Regions from separate parts of the Arachis hypogaea genome. Here region 2 is linked to region 1. A link is a contact called in public Hi-C data. All regions are on one chromosome and are shown on one strand. The core of a region is the stretch at or near the end of the contact, and the rest is flanking DNA. Distances in the headings are between cores, read along the strand shown.

Region 1 (2,700 bases), core at 108-2,607:
GTGATCCATTGCAACTATAAATACCTCTTCATCCCAAATTTTTCCCAACCTATAACTTTTATATTACCTGCATAAAACCTCTAAACTGCATTTTCTTATCTTTTCACATTCAGATGAAAATCTCTCTTTTTCCACCTCTATCCTTTCCCTTCTCATCTTGTTTGGTTTCCGATGAATTGTATTGATTTGTGAGGAATCAAAATCAAATCTTGGAAAAATTCTTCTGCTTTCTTGGCCTAGTTTGGGGCTTGGTTCTCAAATTTATCCGGGACCAATTTTAAAATATCAAAATATTTAGTATCTTTTAGAGGAATTTTTAATAAATTATTAATAAATTAAATATAAATGATTAAATTGTTTATCACACATTTTTGTTTTTATATTTTAATATTAGATTAATAATAGTATTTTTTTGAATTGTGATTTATTATGATATTTTTTTAAAACATGAGATAATTTAATTTAGGGAGTACAAATTGGACGTCCAATTTTTAAGCGATACCTTTCGATTTGTGTTTAAAAAATTAAAAAAATTTGGAGTACACAAATCAGCCGGTCCGATTTGTATACTCCAATTTTTTTTTAATTTTTTAAACACAAGTTGACCTCCGATTCGTGTACTTTTCAATTCCCATAGTTTTAAAAAACACTAAAAATTAAAAATTACAATGTTAAAGTATATCACTTATTCTACTTCTATATCTAAATTTTTTTAGCCTATTTATCACTCTAATTTAATGTTTCAAATTTTATAATATATCAAATAAACTCAAAAGATTTGGGGCCGATTTTAGACAGACATTTTTTCTTTTTATCTTATCTTTTAGATTTCATATAATAAAATCTAATAGTTCATAAAAATAATATTTTTTTATTAGTACCACTATTTTTTAGAATAATAAATTATATTAGTGCTAAATAATTTCTACAAAATCTTAACTGCACCTATAAAAATATTCATATATTTAAAGAATAATATTATAGATTTAAATTTTTTTGTTAATCAACTCTAACTAAATTAGTCTAATATTAATAAAAATTAATTATGAATAATATTATTTTAAATATTATTTAACTTAGTTTAATTTAGTTAAATTTATTTCATAAACAAATTTAAAAATAAATAACATTATTCATATTTAAATATAAAATTTCAATAAATCCTAAACAAAAGAAAAAAAAATAACTAAATATCTATAAAATAAATTGTCCATATATTTAAATATAGAATCCTAACAAATCCTAAATTAAAAGGAAAAAAAGATAACTATCCATAAGATAAAAAAGAAGTTACAAAAGTGATCCCAGTAAGTTGTCATTCCAATTATAAATACCTCTTCATTTCAAATTTTTCCCAACCTATAACTTTTATATTACCTGCATGAAATCTCTAATAGGTCTGCCATCCTACAGTCACGAATCCGTTTCCTTTTTTTGGTTCTTACCGATTCAAAAATACCTCCTTCCCTTTTCTGCATTTTTTTTATCCTTTTCACATTCAGGTAACTCAATGAAAATCTCCTTTTTTTTTTCACTTTTATGCTTTTCCTTCTTATCTTGTTTGGTTTCCGATAAATTATATTGATTTGTGAGGAATCAAAATCAAATCTTGGAAAAATTCATCTACTTTTTTGGCCTAATTCGTGTTTAATTAATTTTATGTCCTTGGATTCTGTTTCTTCTTTGTTTAAACAGTGGCTGAAAACAAGGTTGTTATATCCGATTTGGGAGTAGGGCATATTCAGGGTTCGAAAATTCTTCTTCGCTCCAATTTCTTATTTTTGAGGGAATGGCTGCGGCTTGTAAGCGATTGGCTCAATTTTCGGGCTTTGGGTTCTCAAAATCGTTCACTTTCAACTCAAGTCTCAGATCATTTTCCCGGATGGCGAAATCAAATGGTCGGCGGTTCTGTGATGCATCCGCTATTGTAATTTAAGTTTACATTCTTACCATTTTTTATTCTCTTTTTTCATGGTTTTTTGTTCACTTGTGTGTTTTCTAACTAATTGCAAATGTGCACTTTTAAGCTCGTTAGTGAGTGTTAATGAATGGTTTGTTTGTGTCATTGGTTACGCTTTTGCTTTCTAGACTAGCGGACTTGAGGGGCAAGGAGTGCCCAAAAAGCAGGCTCAGGCGATATCTGCCGGTATAACTGAAGTTTTGGAAAAAGTACAAGAATCATTAATGGAGAGGGTGAGGTCTTTTGATGTTTATATTGTTCGTTTGTGAACTTTACCACTCTCTTGGAATCTAAAATAGTAGTTTCGTGTACTAACATAAGTTTTTTTTTTTCTTTTTTTCTTTTTGTCCCTTAAAAGACTGAAATGCTTCAAGAGTCTCACGAGTCGAAAATCAAAGCTGAAGTGCAGAGGTCACAGGTATATTACATACTAATGTAGTTGATATAAATAGGAATACTAATTGCAAAGCATCTATTTTTAGCTTTTGTTCTGGACAACAATAGTACATTCTAATTCAATGACATGATTGTTAAGTTACCTCATTGAATGATGTTGAAATTTCAGGCTAACATCTTAGTTTTTTGTATTTTCAAATGTAATTACGTTTCTAACGTTACTTTATCCTGTTTGATATCGGGATAACTGAAGAAAACATTGAGAGGGAATTATGCTAACTGTTTAATATCTAATATATGTCATTCTGTAAATTGCTTTTCTCTAGAATTTAAAATATGATCTG
Region 2 (2,700 bases), core at 9-2,508, 230 kb before region 1:
GAGTTCGATTTTTATTTTGAAAAGAGATTTTTTCGTAATTCAATTTTAAATGTCTTAATTCTAAGTTTATAACCAAAAAGTTTAATGACCTTCATTACTATTGTAGTAATGGTCAAATGATTATATTATCAATGCTATTATATTCATCAATTATTTATACACTTTTTATTTCTAATCTAAACAGGTACTTACATCTTAAATTTTATAACTTTTATTTTATATCTAATATTTTTTATTCATAGTATTTTTTGCAGGTACTCATGTCTTTTTATTTATTTATCCAAAAAATAGTTTGTTGGGACTATCAAATTTAGCTACAAAATTGAATGAGCTATATTCTAAAGCTCTATTTCATCTAAAGACCATTTAATAAAATGATAAAATTATATTTTAATTATTTTTAAATTTATAAATTTTATTATCTTAATTTAAAAATAATTAAAATATTATTTTATTACTTTATCAATCCCCTCTTCACTTTAGGAGATATTCATCTTTTCATTATGGGGTGTATTATAATATCTAAAAATTATTGTCTAATTATAAAAAATAAATTAAATAATTAATTTTAAATATTAAAAATTAATTATAAAAATAAATTAGATAAAAATTAAACACTTAAATAAAAGACATGGTATAATCGGCTTTTTATTTTCTATCTCACTCTGTTCTTTGGGGCCACTGAAAACGCATTGACTATATTTGACACGTTATTTTGTGTGATTGAAAATTTTCCTTTAGATTCTGATTCTGAGTAAGTGGACCTGTGGAGTGGAGTCCTAAATTCAGAAATAAAACAAGAGGTGCAGACCCGGCCCAACTGAGTGAGAAAAGAGAAACGTTAAGGGTAATCTGGGGATTTCGGGTCCTGGGAAATGTAGCCAATTGGAAAGAGGACTGAGGCGCCGAAATTGCAGTTTATAGTGTGGTGCGCATTTGACACAATGTGAGCACTGACCTCACCGCACCAAAACAGGACCTATCCAAAGGGGCAAATCCGTCCAACAAACAGTCCCCACAAATTCAAATTTTGGATCGTTAGTGATGTACTGTCTTGGTCGTTACACTTACCACGTACTGGACACACTTATATGCCATAGGGTTAAGCTCCCGGCGCAACAAGACAAAACCCCTCTCCCATAACCCCAAGCTAATTAATTACAATTATTTGAATAAATTTGTATACTACTATTAAATTAATTATTACTTAATTAAGATATATACTTACAAGTTACAATGGACCCAACACTGGGTGGTGGCATTTGCCAACCTTCCATTTCATGAAACGAAACGCATAAAAATTAAAAAAATACAAAATACTATTATTATATTATATAATATTTAATTAAATTGAATAATGAGGCGATTTGGTATTCAAATGTAAAATCCCTCTCAGTACTCAGTAGCTTGACTGGCTAACAGTAACAGTAGCTATCAACATTCAACAGTGCATTTTCTTCAACGAGTTCTATTCGGAGCTTCATAACCCGCAATCGCAATAGGCGGTGGCGACGATGATGATGACCACCACAACGATGGAGGAGGAGGAGGAAGACATGGAAATAGAGAATGACGTTTATGTGGCTCACGAAATCGACCTCGATTACGAGTTTGATGCAGCGCGCTTCTTCGATTTCACGGTGCAAGAATCTCCCGTTCAAGCTCGCCTAGCCGAGCTTTGGTTCGAAACGGCCGCCAGCTACCCTCCTTCTCGTCGGTTTTCGCCTTTCCTCTTTCTTTCTCATGCCTCATTCAATGCACCTTGGTTAGCTCAATAATCTCTTGTGTTTCAGCTTTTGTTTCGAAGCTTGTGCTTAGAGAAGACGATGTTAGCGCCTCTTCTCTGGAATGCTTCAATGGTGGTATGCCTATGCTATTTTACTTTACGAAATGTTGTTAGTTCTTGTTTCACTGATATTGTCATCTAAGCTGCTTTCTGCTTTGATAGATTCGAAATCGGTGGCTGGAGTTCTGCAAGATATAGCTATGCAAATGCAACCGTTACAAGTAAATAGCACAGGTAATCAACGTGATTGAATGATCATAGATCGGGACACTGTTCTCTGAAAGAAGTTGTTCACCTAGTAATCGTATATTGTGATTCTTCTAAATGCATTGAATGATGAACTGCATCACAAGAATTTACCAATTTTTCTCTTTAATTAGAAACCCTATCTGTAATTCCTGGTGCTCAAACTGCTCTGAGTTTTTTAACCTTATATGTCAACTATAGTATTTTATTGATTTTTTCACAATTCATCAGATTCTCTTTCGCTTATTTGTAGCTTTTTTTTTTTTTTTTAAATTCCCTCTTTTTATTCCCGCTTATCGCTTGACAAGTATTTGTCTCTTTTAGGACTAACCTTTACCAGTAAGACAATCGGGAACAGTTTGAAATCAAAGGCTAAATCCACTGTGAGAAAGGGTTCAACACTAATGAAACCTACAGCTAGTCAGCTGGCTAAGCAAAATCGGGCTCCTCAAAATGTTGCTTCGAGGTGATTTTCTGACTAGCTTATACATTTTCATAGTTAGGGAGGCATGAACTATTATCCGAAAAGCAAACAATTAACATATTATTAGTTCACAAGGTTTGCGTGTTTGATGGTATTTGCATTTCTCCACAAGATTTCTGTTCTCTCAACATGATACATCATCTTAAATGCAGCCTTCGCAATTACTATGTTCTTTGTAAGTCAT

What was found. Hi-C and Micro-C count contacts between places; a contact is called where the count stands out from the background.
Region 2: a contact with region 1 is called in a Hi-C map of an unstated tissue, with 6 times the contacts expected there. The contact joins the promoter of LOC112749567 here to the promoter of LOC112749564 in region 1. A contact is called at or near these places in 2 of 8 Hi-C or Micro-C datasets (leaf and an unstated tissue).

Annotation. Positions count from the first base shown.
Region 1 is chr15:13,769,280-13,771,979 of arahy.Tifrunner.gnm2.J5K5, reverse strand. LOC112749564 reads left to right here and starts at 1,357. Exons shown (of 7, transcript XM_025797849.3): 1 at 1,357-1,502; 2 at 1,696-1,927; 3 at 2,089-2,193; 4 at 2,319-2,378. The coding sequence starts at 1,790.
Region 2 is chr15:13,995,037-13,997,736 of arahy.Tifrunner.gnm2.J5K5, reverse strand. It overlaps LOC112749567 (protein TPX2), which reads left to right and starts at 1,258. Exons shown (of 17, transcript XM_072218630.1): 1 at 1,258-1,713; 2 at 1,794-1,862; 3 at 1,949-2,020; 4 at 2,357-2,498. The coding sequence starts at 1,515.